Linked DNA regions of Zea mays: all the other regions are linked to region 1. A link is a contact called in public Hi-C data. All regions are on one chromosome and are shown on one strand. The core of a region is the stretch at or near the end of the contact, and the rest is flanking DNA. Distances in the headings are between cores, read along the strand shown.

The links. A called contact is a pair of places that touch in the nucleus more often than the background predicts.
Region 2: a Hi-C map of bundle sheath shows a contact between it and region 1, with 3 times the contacts expected there. The contact joins the enhancer-like site here to the promoter of LOC100304027 in region 1. A contact is called at or near these places in 3 of 25 Hi-C or Micro-C datasets (bundle sheath, leaf and tassel).
Region 3: a Hi-C map of tassel shows a contact between it and region 1, with 4 times the contacts expected there. The contact joins the promoter of LOC103653897 here to the promoter of LOC100304027 in region 1. A contact is called at or near these places in 5 of 25 Hi-C or Micro-C datasets (bundle sheath, ear, endosperm and 2 more).
Region 4: a Hi-C map of tassel shows a contact between it and region 1, with 2.8 times the contacts expected there. The contact joins the promoter of LOC103653903 here to the promoter of LOC100304027 in region 1. A contact is called at or near these places in 4 of 25 Hi-C or Micro-C datasets (bundle sheath, ear, leaf and 1 more).
Region 5: a contact with region 1 is called in a Hi-C map of tassel, with 3 times the contacts expected there. The contact joins the promoter of LOC103653902 here to the promoter of LOC100304027 in region 1. A contact is called at or near these places in 2 of 25 Hi-C or Micro-C datasets (leaf and tassel).
Region 6: a contact with region 1 is called in a Hi-C map of tassel, with 3 times the contacts expected there. The contact joins the enhancer-like site here to the promoter of LOC100304027 in region 1. A contact is called at or near these places in 3 of 25 Hi-C or Micro-C datasets (ear, leaf and tassel).

The regions. Positions count from the first base shown.
Region 1 is chr4:159,829,599-159,832,624 of Zm-B73-REFERENCE-NAM-5.0, reverse strand. LOC100304027 (60S ribosomal protein L6, mitochondrial-like) reads right to left here and starts at 1,550. Exons shown (of 2, transcript NM_001165551.2): 1 at 1,342-1,550; 2 at 1-139. The coding sequence starts at 109.
Region 2 is chr4:160,327,020-160,330,045 of Zm-B73-REFERENCE-NAM-5.0, reverse strand. It overlaps LOC100274524, which reads right to left. Exons shown (of 4, transcript NM_001148881.1): 4 at 2,027-2,438. Among protein-coding and RNA genes, the nearest start is that of LOC100274524, 12 kb to the right of the region's middle. Within about 2 kb of position 1,640, at least 18 of the 20 cell types and tissues checked have an H3K27ac peak or open chromatin away from gene starts, as enhancers often do. A contact at or near this core is called in bundle sheath, leaf and tassel, where this site is marked.
Region 3 is chr4:159,413,740-159,416,765 of Zm-B73-REFERENCE-NAM-5.0, reverse strand. It overlaps LOC103653897 (heterodimeric geranylgeranyl pyrophosphate synthase small subunit, chloroplastic), which reads left to right and starts at 1,479. Exons shown (of 1, transcript XM_008680705.4): 1 at 1,479-3,026. The coding sequence starts at 1,589. The coding sequence ends at 2,617.
Region 4 is chr4:160,184,197-160,187,222 of Zm-B73-REFERENCE-NAM-5.0, reverse strand. It overlaps LOC103653903 (probable serine/threonine-protein kinase WNK4), which reads left to right and starts at 1,479. Exons shown (of 7, transcript XM_020552652.2): 1 at 1,479-2,271; 2 at 2,595-2,632. The coding sequence starts at 2,194.
Region 5 is chr4:160,154,392-160,157,417 of Zm-B73-REFERENCE-NAM-5.0, reverse strand. LOC103653902 (zinc finger MYM-type protein 1-like) reads right to left here and starts at 1,598. Exons shown (of 2, transcript XM_020551894.2): 1 at 1,423-1,598; 2 at 1-1,283. The coding sequence starts at 1,275. The coding sequence ends at 280.
Region 6 is chr4:159,536,428-159,539,453 of Zm-B73-REFERENCE-NAM-5.0, reverse strand. No RefSeq gene overlaps it. Among protein-coding and RNA genes, the nearest start is that of MIR394b, 4.4 kb to the right of the region's middle. Within about 2 kb of position 1,438, at least 5 of the 20 cell types and tissues checked have an H3K27ac peak or open chromatin away from gene starts, as enhancers often do. A contact at or near this core is called in ear and tassel, where this site is marked.

The sequences.
Region 1 (3,026 bases), core at 301-2,800:
CCTCATGGCTGAAGCCCAGTTTAAGGAACAACTCACGGCCTTGGCTCTCTGACCTCGCTTTGAAGCCGACCCCAACGAGCTTCAGGAAACGGAAAAACTTGGCTTCCATTGAGATTAAATGGCGAGCTCTTCAAACAGCCTTTGACGCAAACAGAAAGAAAAGCGCAAGTTTCTCATCAGAACAGTGGAAATTCAAGTGCAATTAAGAGTAAATTTCAAGTGTAAATTATCTTAGATAATACCACAGCAAATTGAATATCAGATCAGTTACGCCATCACATAGCAGTTATCCCACTTTGTGGGTTATTATCAATGTTTTCAGATCGGCTGATCGCTCCTGATCGCCCGATTAACCGGGCTCTGATCGGTCAACCAGACATCCTGATCGTCCAGGGTTTAGAATGAATTTGGTTTTCTGTTCACTTTGTATTTGTATCAAGTAAAATCCTTGGAATGACATGTACCTGAAAAAGTACTACGCCTGACCGGCTTCCCGGTAAGCCCTGAAAAATGTTTGGCCTGTCTGATATTTGTGCGTAAACCATAAATCCAAATCGGTTCTAGACTGTCTTCCAATCTACATGCTTGACTGAGTGAGGATGTGGCAGCTTTTGTTCACATCATATTCCATTAGATAGAAAGAGCTACAAAAGGTGTACCAGATAGATTCATATACTAGGCTTAGGCTCAAATAGCGCTTTGACTGATATAGGTAAAAAAAATTCCAATTTACATCCAGGTCTTATCTACTTAGTTGTAAATTTCCGATTTACATCCAGGTCTTATCTACTTAGTTGTGGGCATTGCCCTCGAGAAGCCAAGCCAGCCCCAGAAGGAACAGAAGCAATTGAGTCTGGCTCAACTTTTAAAAAAAAAGTGTGCTTCAATCGTATCGAGTTGTGTAGGTTCCTTTCCTGGTTTTGTCCTTCATTCGCTAGGCGTATTCCTCATCCCGTTTGTTTAAATTCTTCATTCGAAGATGGATCGGCGTAAACTTTATCGCGTTCTGAAACAGGCATGGCCCTTCGCTATAGGAACCGATCAACCTTCATATATATAACTACACGCCCATGGGCATGGCTTCAGGTTCAGGCTTTCAACAAGGCAAACAGCCATACGTGATACGCCTATGGACATGGGCAGCAACAGGCTAACAGCTATAGTGCCATACTACAACATGAAGCAAATAATCACTGGAAGGTTTCAGGCTTTCAGCATCAAAGTAAAACTGAAAACAAACAAACATGGACATGGGAAGCAACAGGCCAACAGCCATACGCAGAGCACACCAGAAAACAGGGACAAGCTCTGAATCTGGATTCTGGAGACTGGAGACCGTACCTGCAGGCCGGCTGCTGGCGCCGCCGCGCCGGGGATGGAGGAGGGGACGATGCCGCCGTATCCCCCGTCACCGGTAGCGCGCCGCCGTCACCTGTTCCGCTAGGGTTCCTCCCTCCGCAGCTGCCTGGTTCGTGTCGTGTGTGCCTGGGCGTTGCTCTGTTGGCTCTTGGTTGTGCAGCTTCTGCTCAAGTGGTGGGAATTGGGAAAAAGGAAGCTGGGCTGGGCCTCTGGGCAAGTGAAGTGGGCCACTGGGCCGAAATTTCAATCACCGCTCTTCTCTGGTACAGCGGGTACTACTACTAGATCACCGATGAACTGATGGAGCTCTTTCACTTTACCTTTCCCTTTCTGTTGCAGAACAGCTGGAAGATTTACCCTAGCTAGCTGCTAGTCCTCGAATGAGTGACGATGGGGTGAAGTATTTCCGTGGATCACGTGCAAATGTGGAAATATACCAGTAAAGATGCAGGCAAAATCACCCGCAACACCACTGTAACAAACAGTGCCTGAAACGAACATGGAGCCGTGCTGTGCTGTTAAAGAAGGAAAGGTGGGGCGGGGAAAAGCATTCGTCAGAGTGCCGTGAACATTGTTCACTGAACATCCAGGGAAGTACTAGCTTTCTTTTGCTCAGTCATGTCACTGTGTGACCAACTCCCGGGCCATTTCACCGTGCATTAGAAATGCGAGCCTGCGGCATGTCCAGGATAATTAAGCACCAAAGAAACACGGCCGGGCATGATGGTGGAACGGTTGGCTGCTGAAATGATGTATGCTCGTGTTCGTGTTCGTGTCAGTAGTGATCCTGATCCAGATTCTGAAAAGCGTTCTGAAAATGACAGATGGCTGCTGAAAAGCGTTCGTGTCAGTAGTGATCCAGATTCTGAAACACGGCCGAGCATTCACTAACTAGTTTTGTTGATATTTTCATTAAGGACACATCAAGCAGTAGTGATCCTGATCCAGATTATTGTTGAAAGGTTTGAGTTCTAAATTCTCTGAAGAAACATTTCATATGTTGAATCGGAATCGCTTCATGAAACCGTTTGACTGTTAGACTAGATTCTACTATATCGTGAATAATTTTTTAATATATATATATATATATATATATATATATATATATATATATATATATATATATATAAAAATATATATATATACTTCAATTTTTTTGTAGTTATTTTTGTGGGAAATAACAACATAAATGCAACCAATTTTAACTTGTTACGCTAAAAGAAAGATAAGTTAAAAAAAACTAATTACTATTACATGCGAAATATGGAAATAGAATCACTTGAAACTACTCTAGAGCTGATTCAAGAGGGAATTACTACTAGAAATGTTTGTACCTACCATCGGTATCGTCTTTGACTATTTGGAAGTGCTAGTGATTCTGGTGAGAACCGAAACCCATTCCCTCGCCCAACTAGACCCAAGATTAATTTTATGTGCGCTACAAAGTAGATATTTGAAATATATAAGTATAAAGTGTTGAATTTTGAAGCACAAAGCTTGAAATATGCTTTAGAGTTTGAAAGGTACTCGTGCAGCTAGCTGATCGCGAACGGTCTCAAAGGAAAGGTACTCTGCCGATTTTGCTGGAAAAAAAAAACCCTAATGTCCCGGGACCTACCATTTTTCTCAAAGGCATAGCAGGATGAGATCCAGTCAATTACGGGTGC
Region 2 (3,026 bases), core at 391-2,890, 500 kb before region 1:
AGGGGTTGAAGCAGTTGTCGGATGTTATGGCCCTTTTTGCGCTCTCTTTGGCAAGATACAAGGATAGACATACCTTGGACATTTAGAAGCTAGTGGAGAGCATTAGCAAGTGTTCAAGTTGAAGATTAAGGATTTGCTAGAGTAAGGGAGTAGCAAGTGTGCATCATTTTAGGGCCAGGATTAGATTCCCAATCAAGTGACGACTAAATCTTGTCTTTTGCTAGGACCTGGATGGCTTGGTGTTGGTGTTCTCAGTGATCTTGCATTAGTGGGGATTGTTGAAATTTGTTATCCAGTTTTTTTAAATCAGATAGACCACCGGTGGAAAACACATATAGTTTTTTTTTATGATGGCGGTGAATTGGTGAGGTACAAGAGCCTTTTCGTTGCAAAACAAATTGTGCGAGCATCTGAAACACAGAAATAGCAGAACTCAAACCGGACGACACCCGATTAACTTGTAATAGATTGCAAGCATGCATGAACACGACAATCATATGGCGGGAAGAAGTAAAATGCAGCAGCGGTCCTTGAACTTGGCACGCTGTGTATCAATTGGGCACGTCCTCGAACTCAGGAAACCAGGAAAACATGCCATGTAGCTTGGTCGGCCCGTGAAAAACCTGGTTTGCTCAAACCGGATGCAGACGCGGCGTGCCACGTTTGAATGCGCACTAATTAAAGTTGGAGGATCAAAGGGACACAATATGCCAAGTTTAAAGACCCAAGTGAGTGAGTGAGTGGCTCTAATGTAGCACAACACGTCGATATCTGGCCTGAGCAAACCCGATTTTGGACGGTTTTAGATAGACCGGTAAGTTCCAGCACCATCTGTTTAGTTTAAGGAGCGAAACGACACACCGTGTCATGTTCGAGGATGTCTGATGCATATTGCTCGGCGGGAAGGCTGGGTACTAAGCTAATGTGACGCGGAGCGGGGCAGTGTTGTTTCTATCAGGAAGGACCGGCGTGCATGAAGATGTGCCGGCGCGCGTGCATGCCACTTATCTCCACATGTAAGCATGTTCGCGGTCATATGATGGCAACAAATGGCTGGCTGGAACAGTACAAATCACGGAACCTCTGGAGTCAGCAGAGAGCCATCACTCGCGGTGCAGTCTGTGGTTGAAGATCCTCTAGCTAAGTATATATATTCTCGAATCGATGTTTCAGCCATGCTGCGAACGATGTTGCGCGTTTGTGTCTGGCACTCTGGATTCAGAGAGAGAGAGAACAGCAAATACACCGAAGCGCACTCTTCGCCAAAAAAGAAACATTGTTTCATGCTCGCACTGTAGACCAACTCGGCTGACGGCAGCTGATGGGAAGCATGCCAGGTACAGTAAAGAAAGGTCGTGGCAAGTTTGTTCTAGCCGTCATCCGCACCCACTCGCGGACAAGGGAAAAAAATTTGCTAGTGACGGCTGACGGCTGAGAAGCGTGAGCCAGCGGGCGGCCGGCCGGGCTCAAAAGACGACAGGGACAGGCTCACCGTCGTCGGCACGCGATTCTTTACGTGATACTGTTTTGTTTTGTGTATGTACAAGGCCGCCGAAACAGCGGTCCGTACCAGCGGACTAGCAAGGTCCACGGACCATCTGCTGCAGGTGTCTGCGTGCGACTTGGACGCTGCGCAGTGGATGTCGCTGTATTACCGACTTGGATGCTGCGCAGTGGATGTCGCTGTATTTACCCCGCGTGGCGTGCGCCGCTCTGCTCGACTTCATCTGCGAGGAAGCTGCAGTGCCATCTGATGGTAACTGGTTTAGTGATGACTTTTACCATGGAGGCGGATGGACGGACCTCCGTTGACTTCATCTGATAGTTCATCTTCGTACGGTCGGTTCATGCCAAATGTCAGGCAAGCAAACAGTTTTTCCCGCCAAGAAATGTGTATCGGACGGTCCGTGCAAAACTGTTTGTAATAATCTTGCCCCTCAATCCATCATCGCCTGTCCACAGGCACCAGCCAGTGCTGTACTGCTGCTATCTTGGCATTACGGTAGCCGAGGAAACACATCGCTCTGCAAGAACCACACTGTACATATAGCAACCGACAGATGCTTGCAACAAACCGTATATATAGCAACATTAAGAGTGTACAGAATCCGTGCACATCAGATGTACAGCACGCCTCCGAGCATCTCTCTATACAGCGACCAAGGCCCATCCTGCTAACAACTTTTTCAACACTGGTGCTCTGATGAGCCCAACTAAAGGCACTAGAAGGGGGGGGGAACACACAAAACCGTTCTGAAAAGCGCATATAGGGTAAATGTCTGGCGAAGGATGACGTTGCTCAGTTCTCGGCATTTATTCCGAAAATCCGGACCTTGTGCATATTCGGTAGTTTCGCGACCACAAGCACACTGACGGCAAGGGTATTGAGGAAGAGCATAGGTTGTTGGTAGTCTGTGGTGTGCAGAGCTATCAGATACCTGTCAAGAAAATGTGGGGAGGAAGCAAGCTACAGTTAGTATCTTTCTGCGAATAATGGATAAAAATAGTGCAGTTCTGCCGCTCATTGCTTTAGCATACGAGTAGTAACGAATAAGGCATGAAAAGCAGTTAACTTTTTTTAGGATTAGCTAGTGCATCATGCATGTTCACTATATACCATGTGAGCCTGATGGAGTGACGAACGCAGAAGTCACATGAAAGATCAGTCTATATTAATTGCACTACAGCTCTACAGTCAGAACACACTCAGGATAATGAACAGTCAGCAATGTGTACAGGCTGACAAATATCTGAAAAAATACTGCAGCATTGCACTACCGTGAACACAATTATGCTATGCAAATGGAAGGTAAGGCATCCAATTGTACACATCATATACCCAAGACAAACTCTAATGTCCATGCTACATCTAGAAAAGGTGCTCTACCACCTACATGGCAACGTTCAAGGTTTATCCCACATTCACCATAAGGCGTGGCAGTGGCTTCTAAACAAAGTGAATTGGAGGCGGAGCTTAGTTCAGACCAAGGTGGGCCATGCTCCCCTGTCAACTAATTCTCCACTAA
Region 3 (3,026 bases), core at 230-2,729, 420 kb after region 1:
GGCGGCAACTTGATGGGGCCCTGGGCGGTGCCGAAGCAGCCGAAGATGGAGAGCATACGGAGGTGCGGCGGGCCGCGCAGCGAGGCGGGCTCGAGCCTGGCCCCGGGCGTGCAGGGCGGGGTTGCGACGTCGGGGCCCAGGTGGAGGCGGGTGGCGCGGAGCACGCGCGCGTCGTCGGGCGCGAGCTCGCACGACAGGCCCGGCCACGCCGTGTCGGCGCAGGGCCGTGGGTGGAGCTACGACCACGTCGGGTCGCCGAGAAGGTCCGCACCCGGAAGATGGCCGCCAGCTCTGCCCCCGGCAGCTCCGGCGCCGGCGCGTCCCCTCCGGAGATTGCAGTTGATGGGGATCGCAGCTGGGAGGGTGAGGAGGGCGCAATGGGGAGCGGAGCAGAGGGGGAGGATGTCGGAGTGGGGGGGGGGGGGGGGGGGGGAGGGGGCAGAACCGTGCACTGTGAACGCCTACACTATAGTCTTAAGTGGTAGAGATATATATAGATCTTTGTATTTAGTTGTGTGGATCGCGAGCCTAATGAGCTACCTCGAGCTCCATAATGAGCCAAGCCGAGTTAGCTCATTACAGTAACGAGCCATAACGAGTCCAGCAGGCTCGATATCGGTCCCTACTCACGTGCATCTATACCACTATATAATCTACCAGTTTAAACTTTGCAAAACTCACCTAACAAATTGTAACCTACTTCTTCTTTACTAACTCAAATATGATGGTTAATATTATTTAGATTATCCCCCATCCCCTTCATATCCCGTGACCCTATCGTTCCCTGCCTCCCCTCCCCTCCCCTCCCCATCCCTCGCAACCCCGCTCACCTCACTTGCTCTGCCGCCATCGACATCTCCCTCGCGTCATGGTCGCCGCTTTTTAGATCCTAACGTTAACACGTGCTATATGCTAATATTTTAAATTGGGTACGTTATGTTATGCAGATTTATGAATGTGACAAGAATGATATATATGAAAAAAATACGGATTGTTGTATGTTACAAAACCTTTTTAATAACATTGATATAAAAGTTCGAGCTTTTATAATGAGATACGTTAAAATACTTTTATATTGGCTCACCGCTCACGTTTAAAAGACCATTGAAAAACATATCCAATGACTAGAGACATAGATGAAAACGGTCGAAAATGATATTTATTGGATAATTGGGTTTTTTTTGTTGTTTTTCTTTGAATGCGAATAAATAAGATAGAATATACTATATAAATTTTGTATTATTCTTTTTAACATTGGGTTTATAAAGATTCATAAAAAAGTAAATATAAAATATATTCTATGTGCTCTCAAATAATTCAGTATGGATTCAGAAATAAATTCAGTAAAATTTTCAAACTTTTTATTATAAAGGGCAAATAATATATAAAGCAATTTATACAATATTTTATTATTTTTGTAATAATATTTTATAACATAAAATTGTATACATATGCATTTTACAATATTAAATCTGTCCTCACAGTTTGCATTTCCACTTTCATCCGTCAGACTCAGACATCGCAGTCACCGCGCACCCAAGTGCTGCAAACCACATCTAACCCCAATCCTCCCAAATTCTCCACCGCCATGGCTCTCTCCTCCCTCTTCATCATCCTCCCCGTCCCCAAGGTCCCCTACTCCAACTACTCCCGCCGCTTGCTCACTGCCCGGGCGTCCTCTGACGCTCCCGCTGCCTCTGCGTCATTCGACCTGCGCCGCTATTGGACCTCTCTGATCGCCGATGTGGAGTCCGAACTCGACGCCGCGATGCCCATGCAGCCTCCGGAGAGCATCCACTCCGCCATGCGGTACGCGGTGCTCCCGGGCGCCGGCAAGGAGGGAGCCGCCAAACGGGCGCCCCCCGTGCTCTGCGTCGCCGCGTGCGAGCTCCTCGGCGCCCCGCGCGCGGCCGCACTCCCCGCCGCCGCCGCGCTGGAGATGCTCCACGCGGCGTCGCTCGTGCACGACGACCTGCCCTGCTTCGACGCAGCCCCCACGCGACGCGGGCGCCCATCCACGCACGCGGCGTACGGCACCGACATGGCCGTCCTCGCGGGCGACGCTCTCTTCCCGCTCGCCTACACCCACGTCATCTCCCACACCCCGTGCCCGGACCCGGTCCCCCACGCCGTCCTCATGCGCGTCCTCGCGGAGCTCGCTCGTGCGGTCGGATCCACCGGCATGGCGGCCGGTCAGTTCCTCGATCTGGCCGGCGCTACCGCCCTTGGCGAGGCCGAGGTCATGCAGGTCCTGACGAAGAAGTTCGGCGAGATGGCCGAGTGCTCCGCCGCCTGCGGCGCCATGCTCGGTGGGGCCCGGCCCGACGAGGAGGCCGCGTTGCGGCGCTACGGCCGCACCATCGGCGTCCTGTACGAGCTCGTGGACGACATCCGGAGCGCATCGGGAAACGGCAAGATGAGGAGCAACGCCAGCGTCCTGCGTTCGCTGGGGATGGACCGCGCGCTCGGCATTGTGGAGGAGCTCAAGGCTCAGGCCAAGACAGAGGCTGACAGGTTCTCGGATAAGTACGGCGATCGGGTGCTGCCTTTATACAGCTTCGTGGACTACGCGGTGGAGAGAGGGTTTGAGCTCCAGGATGCAGCGGCAACTCTGTAGAGTGGACGATCGCTGTTGCTACTGAAAATTGGAGGCTTCGAGCTAGTGAGATGTACATGGCCTAGGAATTTGGTGAGAGCTTTATCTGGCATAGATCTAATCCCTATTTTATCTAGATGTTCTGAAGCTCGTAATTCGGGGGATGGTTCATAATGGAGAATTGTTATCCCGGCATTAGATGTTTAGAACTTGAAATTGGGTTTGATACTTGTAGTAAGCTAATAAATCTAAGTGGTAAATGCTCATGCAACCACTCGGTTCTTCTGCTGTTTAAGTTTGGATGAGTTCACCACCATGGTGGATAGACAGATTAAGCTCTTAGATGAAACTGAAAAACATCTGTTTTTTTTAGGTTTTCGAATGAGAAGTGTAAGGTTCACCTCGCCAAACCTACTTTTCTGAATTTTGA
Region 4 (3,026 bases), core at 230-2,729, 350 kb before region 1:
CGTCTCGGTTAAAGTATTAACGGAGGCGGATGCTTTACAATGCCTGCCTTAGTTAACACAATAACAAAGGTGGTCAGGGTAACCACCTCCGTTAATCAATGATTAATAGAGGCCTAACGTCGGAGGCGGTTGCAATGCTCACCTCCTATAATAGTTTTTGTCCGCATCTACTAAAGTTTCTATACTAGTGAATCTAACATTTCAAATCTTCCCATGAATCAATAGAATTTGTCGATAGACCAAACAACCGCTTTCTGATTGTAAAGCCGAGACACATTAACAGATAGTTCGCCATGACTGCTAAGTCCCCTTCTGTTGTTGCGATAGATAGTCGATAAACCCCAAGCCAATCTGATGAATCAGAATACATATGGCTCAATAGGAGCGGATTTGAAATTCTTTGGCCAACTAACTTGGCTCAATTGGCCCACAAATGATTTAAAGATGGTCGTCGTCAAGTTTCCTAGAGCTTTGCCCCAATAAACTCGATTATAGTCGAAATCTTCGTGTTGTACTTCATATCCATTGTAACCTTGATCTAGGCATCTAAGACTGTCCTTGCTTGCCGCTGAAGGCGTACAAGCCCCCCATCGACTATGAATGTGAGGAGATAGGTCCCATGATTCATCGCACTGTTGACTCTGACTCTTGTGGGAGTATTCTAGTTCGATCCAAGTTGGGTCGTTTGAGGACTCAACATCCTCATGACACAACACCAGAGTCACTAGGGCTTCTAAACATATGATTGCATATATCATCATGTTGTTGATCTTCCTTAGGTCTTTATGGGCCTACACATTGTTCTGTGGGAGTAGCGATGTAAGCCTGTCTAGAAAGAGTTTTGCGGTCATAATATTTTAGGTTGGTGTTGTATAGATTTGCTAGCTATGAAAGTTGACCATCTAAATCTGGTCATGAGCATCTTGGTCACGTTGTCATAGCTCTTCCTGGTTTCTTTGTCTTATGGCTGCCCAGTCAGCATCATGGTCGGTGTGGTCTTGGGGGGGGGGGGGGGGGGGGTAACCATTTTGATATCCGGAGTTCGCCATGAACATAAGGCGATCTTCAGAGTCATAGTAGTATGAGTCCGAACCAAAGTGGCAAAGTCAACGTTTGAGTCGGCGGTGAGGTGAAGTCTGAGTCCAAATCTGTTTCATAAGGTCGGACCGGCCTGAATTCAGCGAGGTGTAGATTGGAGCCGCTGAAGCTTGGACGAAAAATGATTTAGTTGCTAGGAGGTCTAAGATAAAACCGATATTCCCAAGCTTGATAAATCTAAAGGTACTAAAAAACTTCCTCTCCTTATGCGGAATTACTAGACTTGAGCTTAGGACATCTGATCCGACCAATCCAAAAAAACTGACCCGATCGATGCAATAGATGGAGCATAGTTTTTTACCCGAAAACAATCCACGGGCCAACTACGGGACCAAACGGTCCGAGGTTATCTGCCCGATTGTAAACCGTCCGCACATTGCTGTTTTGTTTCACAGCGGCAAAAGTAGGGAGAAACCAAAAGCGAAAGGAAGGTAGGCTGCGTACTCTACGTCCAAAATCACAAACAGACAGAACATCCCCACGCAAGGCCCAAGCGCCCAACTATCATTTCTCCCTCTCTCCCACCTTTCCCTCCCCACCACCACCTACCTACCTCTTTATTCGCCGTCGCCTACCACCTCCCCCTCCTCTCCGTGCAGACCTCCGCTCCGCACCACCAATCCGTCGTAACCCTAGCCCAGCCTGGTCTCGGCTGGCCCCGCTCCGTTCATGTGCGGCACCACCGCCTCCCCGTGTTCGTAGTAGCCGCCGCGGGGAATTTCCCTCCCATGGGTTCCGCATACGCCCCTGAGAGGACGCCGATCGAGGGAGAATGAGGTGCTGCATCTGCCGCGTATCCTCCGCCGGGTGCCGGGCCATGGGCGTTGCGGGACGGGCGAACCCGACGTCGTCGCTGCGCAGCCGACGCTGCCTCCGCATGCGGCCGTCGTACGCCCCGTTCTCCGAGCCCTTCACTGAACGCCCGGCACCCGCCGCCCCGTCCTCCCCTTCATCCCCCGCTGCTGCGCCTAGGGCGTAGGAGCCGCGGGCGGACCGCCGATATCTCCGTCGATCTCGCTGGCTCCTCTCTCTCTCTGCTTCCTCTCTCTCTCCCTCTCGCTCGTAGAGTCAGTTGATTGTCGGGGCTGATCCGGAATGGAGGTGTTTGGTTGTGGGGATGGGGTGGTCGATGCTGAATTCGCGGAAGTAGATCCAACTGGGCGATACATGCGCGTAAGTTCCTTGTCATCCCTATCTGGCTTTATCCTGTCATTGTCATGGATTCGCATTACATTTTAGGTTTGTTCGATGTGAATGTGATTTGACATCTCCATGATATCATGTCAAGCTTTTATGGTGCATGCATACATCAATTTAGTGAAAAAAGCATCCTGTATCTTTAAACAGTATTATTCTAAAAAGTGATTTCAATTATCTGTAAAATGAAATGCCCTGAATTTTCATGCTCAGTCATGGAAACAGGTCATGCAAAATGACAACAAAAAACAACATGACTCTGCCAGTTGTATTGATGTGATTCTCTTTCTTTGGTGCAGTATAATTTGATTTTGGGGAGGGGAGCTTTCAAGACTGTGTATGCCCTCTGCTCCTCAGCATCTTCTTTTTCCATTTTATATTTCTTTGTTAAATAGATTCCTTTGCTGCAATTGGTTGTCTAACTTTGACAAATATATTGGGGGAAAAGGCCCTGCAGACCTGCAAGATGCAGTAGAACATAGATGCACGTTTATCTAACTGTTGCATGACAAACATGGTAGTTATTTACTGCAATTCAGCAGGGATATGCTTACTAGAAATTTGCTGTACAATCGTAATGACATATGATTTACTCCCTCTGTTATTTTGTATTGTCGCGATTTAGTTCAAAAATGAACTAACGGGCGATAAATATTCGAGAACGGATGTAGTATTATGTTTTCCTGAATTGCCAACTTTTTAGATTTGTTTATTTCGTTTCTCTATGTACA
Region 5 (3,026 bases), core at 349-2,848, 320 kb before region 1:
GCGCTTTACTCAAATGCTCATGATTGATATCTCTAATCAAGTCTCTCCTCTTAGCTGAGCCACCCACAACAGTCAACAAGTCATAGATCTTTGTAAAGAATTCACTAACACCTTCATGCTTTCTAACAACTGTGATAAGGACTAATTGAAGTTGGTGAGCAAAGCAATGAACATAATAAGCTGAGGGACTTTCTCTCATGATTAGTGATTGCAATCCATTAAATTCACCTCTCATATTACTGGCACCATCATAGCCTTGGCCTCTGACTTGCTTTAAGCTTAGTTTAAGTTTTGCAAACATGACATCAATAGAAGACTTGAGGGAAATGATGTTGTTTCTGCAACATAAACCAAACCAACAAATCTCTCTTTGACAATTCCACATTGATCAACATACCGCAAAACAATAGCCATTTGTTCTTTCCAAGAAACATCTCTAGACTCATCAACTAGCAAGGAAAAAACATCAGCTCCAAGTTCCTCAAGAATAGAATGCAATATTTCATTTGCAAAGCACTTAACAATATCCCTCTGGATTTCAGGAGCCACTAAAAGACTATTAGCTGATGCATTTTTACCTGTTACCTTACGCAATTCTGGATTTTGCTCTGTTGTGTAATCACGAAATTCCCTAAAATTTCCTTTGTTGTAAGACTTCTCAGATTCATCATGACCCCGAAAAGACAAGCCTTGCTTCACTAATATCCTAGCGACATTAATGGACCCATTTAGATGAGTCAAATATGCCTTCTTTCCCGCTTCACTTTGACTTCTAAATGCAACATTAATATGTTGTTTTGTTTTCAATAGATCATCACACTTCTTCATTGCTTTGTTGTGTAAGCTACCAACATTGCCCACATGTAATTTTAGCCTTTCTTTTCTATGATAGCCATTCCAACCAGTAACAACAAACGCGTCATATCCAGGATCTTTCTTATCTCTAAACAAGAAGCAACAAAAACAATAAGCTTTGTCTTTGGATTCACTGTATTCAAGCCAACTTCCAAACTCATCAAACCATTCTAGAATAAATCTTCTCAGATTTCCTCCAATTTCTGAGCATGGAAAACTGCATGTGCGAGGTTGCGATGGTCCATTCTGCAAATACTTTCTTCTCACCCTCTCTCTCTGATTAGGATGGTACTCATCTATTAATTTCCTCAGTCCTGGATCATATTTAATCTCCTCTTCCCAATTGATATCACCTTTAGGTGAACCCCCAATTGCATTACTATTTGGTTCTGGTGCTTTTCTTTTATAGAAACGCTCCATCAATTTAGCTAGCATTTGATCAAATGAAAATTGCAATTATATGCCATATACAATTATACATGAAAAACAACATAAAAATAAGTAAAGCTAATTAAAAAATTAGAAGCAACTCAAGCTAGGTTTGGACGCACTCAATCTATCACGCACCGGAGCCATGGGAGGTGGGAGCGTGCAGCCTCTAGCCTCTGGCCTCCGTGCGCAGACTTGCAGGCTGCAGCAGCTTGCTGCTTGCAAGCTTGCTTCGTCTTCGTGAACCCCCAGCAACTTGCTGCTTGGCCGGAACGGTGAATCGTGACGGCGCTGGTTGAAGAAGCTAGGGCGCAGCTGGGCAGCATGGGTAAATGTCAGGCTGCTACACGATTGGGGCTTTTGTATTTGGATGGGCTGCCAGGCTGCTACATGATTTTTTCATTTGTTGAGAAGTCTGGGCCTTAGGGGTGCATGATTTTGGCCCACTACGGGTGCATACACTATAAAAATCTGCTGACTATAATTAAAATTGATTTTTCCGTGGGTGCATTTGCATCCAGCACTATCAACGTAGCTTCGCTCGTGGTTGATATAGTCACGGCGTGTGGTCCCCAATGAATTGACCATTCTAGTTGTCGGGGACCATAATTAGGGGTACCCTCGAGACTCCTAATTCTCAGCTGGTAACCCCCATCAGCATAAAGATACAAAGGCCTGATGGGTGCGATTAAGTCAGGGATCAGTCCATTCGAGCGTCTCGATCACGCCTCGCCCGAGCCTAGCCTCGGACAAGGGCAGCCGACCCCGGAGGATTTCCGTCTCGCCCGAGGCCCCCCTCCAACGGCGGACATATCTCCGGCTCGCCCGAGGCCCTGCCTTCGCTAAGAAGCAACCCTGACTAAATCGCCGCACCGACCGACCAAGTCGCAGGAGCATTTAATGCAAAGGTGGCCTGACACCTTTATCCTGACGCGCGCCCCCCGGCAGAGCCGAAGTGACCGCCGTCACTTCGCCGCTCCACTGACCGGCCTGACAGAAGGACAACGCCGCCTGCGCCACTCCGGCTGCAGTACCACTTGATAGAGTGAGACTGACAGGCAGTCAGGCCCTGCCAAAGGCACCATAGGAAGCTCCGCTTCGCCCGACCCAGGGCTCGGACTCGGGCTAGGTCCCGGAAGACGGCGAACTCCGCTCTGCCCGACCCAGGGCTCGGACTCGGGCTAGGTCCCGGAAGACGGCGAACTCCGCTCCGCCCGACCCAGGGCTCGGACTCGGGCTAAGTCTCGGAAGACGGCGAACTCCGCTCCGCCCGACCCAGGGCTCGGACTCGGGCTAAGTCCCGGAAGACGGCGAACTCCGCTCCGCCCGACCCAGGGCTCGGACTCGGGCTAAGTCCCGGAAGACGGCGAACTCCGCTCCGCCCGACCCAGGGCTCGGACTCGGGCTCAGCCCCAGAAGACGACGAACTCCGCTTCGCCCGACCCCAGGGCTCGGACTCCGCCCTGGCCTCTGCCGACGACCTCCGCCTCGCTCGACCCAGGGGCTCGGACTCGGCCTCGGCCATGGAAGACAGACTCGACCCCGGCTTCGGAGGAGCCTCCACATCGCCCAACCTAGGGCGCAGGCCAGCCGCGTCAACAGGAAGCGCCATCATCACCCTACACCGAGCTGACTCGGGCCGCAGGGAACAAGATCGGTGTCCCATCTGGCTAGCTCCGCCAGGTAGGCAATGATGGCGCCTCGCATGCTCTGTGACGACGGCGGCTCTCAGCCCCCTTACG
Region 6 (3,026 bases), core at 189-2,688, 290 kb after region 1:
GCTCATGCTCATACCAAGATGGTTAGTTCATAGTGATGTGTTGAGTAGTTAATCACCAAACCACTTAGAAATAGCCCAAATACACATTTCACTTTCACTTTGCATAAGTGAGTTGGCGAAAAAAAAAACATAACGAGTCTTGCCATTAGCACCCAAATTTACCACGTTTTCACATATAAGAACACACACATATGTTAGGATGTGTTTGGGAAAAGAGATAGCCCCTTCAATCTACTCCAATTTTCTTACACGTCCGCGAATGCTAAATCCTCGTGGAAGGAGTTTATTGTTATTATGATTCTCGTAAACAGTGACTTCTCTATATAGTGACTTCTCTGTAATAGTACTGACAAAATGGCCTTCTACATAATAATACTTACAAGTTAAGAAATTATCTAAAATGTTATCTCACTCGATCGTATTTCATCAATTTATATTTTGTTTTCTTATTTTCTATTATTTGAAGGATACTTTTACCTGGTATTGTGCGAAGAGCAGGGCTTCCTCTTCGCCGGCAGCCTCGCCGGGGGAGCGGACAGGCACAGCCTCGGGTATAAGCTAGCTTGAAATATATGGCCGTTTTGGAGAAGTTTCACACTTATGAATATTATTATAGAAAACCCCATTTTATAAGTATTATTGTAGAGAAACCACTACTTACGGGTATTACAATAGCAATAAACTCCCGTGGAAGAGAGCAGCTGGGCCTAGGGGACGCGGGAGAACGCCGGGGAGGAGAGCAGCAAGTCAGACGACTGCCTCCCCATAGATCTGCACCAGGAATTTGCAACTTCCACCCCACAGATATCTGCAGTCCCACCAATGGATGGATACCGCAGTAGATGTTCGCATATTTAACAGCTTGGCCATGCCGGCACGGCGCCGCGCCTTGCCGAGCCGAGCGCCATCGTCGTCAACCTGAGTCGCAGGCTCGCAGCTGATGGGGGCCGTCGCTAACCGGTGGAAGCGATGAGCACAAGCTCCTAGCCTGAGGTAGCTCTGCAGCGCATGGTGCTGCTGGATGTGCGTTCCCGGTTCATCACATCGGCGCGTCGTAGGAGGTGGGGTTGCACGCGGAATGGTCCGCTGCTCTGGAGATGGCAACCTCAACGAGGAAGAAGACAGATAGCGATGAGCAGCGGGAGCACCAACGTACATGGCTGATTGCACTTTTGAACACCTTGATAGCTACGGCGCCCCAAATCTTGTGCTCCCCAAATTCCGAGCATTTCTCTGAGAGGGCATGTGCCCAAATTATGAGACCGGGACCGAAAAAAGGTGTGTCTCTGCAGCTGTTCAATCTTGGCCATGTCCATAATGAATTGATTCCCATGCATGGCGTCCTGATCATCGCAATTCGCACTACTCTATGCTGACTATGCATGCTCGACACGAAAGGAACGTACATGCAAAGGTAGGAGAGTACACACTACACACTAGACATGTAGACCAGACCAGCGCATCTCCATGCATCACTTGGCATTTGAGAGAACCTGAGTACCTGACTGAACTGAAGTACTAAACAATAACATGATCTGAGCAAAAGGTGTCAGCTAGGTAGATGCCTCGATCCTAGACACTTTTAATTTGATCCTTTTGCTTTAGAGTCTTTCTGTTGCTAATTAATTTGAGCTGCAATCTTATTGTTTTTCCAAAAAAAAAATCATTACCACAGTAGCAACGAAATTACAAATTGTTGGTGATATCATTAACCATAGTGCATTTCAGCTGCAAACTAACTTCACCGCGATGGTAGGCAGGCACATCGTTGGACACCAGTCTAGGATCAAAAGAGTTATGGTACTGTTTGGTTCACGGAATGTAACGTAAATAGTAACGGTAATGATTCACGCTCGAGTACCAGCAGTAATAAATTTAAATAGGTTGCTATCAGTTTCTAATGTGATATCCGGTTCTTAGTAACCAGGTTCCCAGATCGATGGGATCGAGGAACGTGGTACGCGGTACGCTACTAAAACTAGGATTTAACACTACTGGAACGAGATAGTTCCCATGTTCGCGGAACAAACGTTCCCGGAACGTGGCTAAGTTCCCAGTTCCCGGTTACTAAGATCCGGTTCTAGTTAGATTTAAACAAATATGGTTTAATATTATCATTTACTCATCACATTACAAATATGTGAATCAAACAACGCCTATGTTGTGGAAACCCTAATAAGAGAACATAGGTTATCGTGTGGTATATTCTACACAGGATAGAAAACACATCAGCAGCCTATTCAGGCTATTCAGGTACAGATACTGGAAAACAAGAACGGAAATATACGATCGAGGAGTTTTTTTTCGTTCTTGCGTCCATGAACTCATAATCCAGATAGTGAACAAGAGGACATGACTTTCATAAACATATTCAACAGAATATTGAATGTAACATAAGGCCGTCGACATATGCAGCTGCCATATTCCAAAGGTTAGGTTCCATATGCTAGTAGGGTGCATAAACCGTATTAACCTCAGAAAGTTCGTCCTAGCTTGAGGCTCCAGGCTTGGCCCGGCTTGATCAACTTCTATGATGTTTGGATGGGAGTTACACGGAGGCGAGGTAAACATCGGAACAATTTTTTGTGGTATCGTGGTCCAAAAAAATCGAGTGGACGGTGTCACCATCGTCTTATCCCATTTTAACCTCAAACCAAACACATCCTTAGTGTTTTTTTTGTAGCGTCGTGGTCCAAAAAAATCAAGTAGACGATGTTGTCCCGTTTTATCCTACTTTAAACTCAAACCAAACACAGCCTCTACTAAGAATGTGTTTCGTTGGATGTACAAGGAGGATAGAAGGGGACGGCCATAATTTCTATAGTATTTGGATGAGAGTCACGTGAGGACGAGGTACACACCGGAATATTTTTTTTGGCGACGTGATCCAAAAAATCGAAGGAACAATGTGTCCACTACCTCATCCTACTTTGTCCTCGAACCAAACATATCCTCTTGAGTGAACAGCATGTATAACGAAAACACAAGCCTAACTTGGTATATTATTTAGTTATTTTCATACTGAA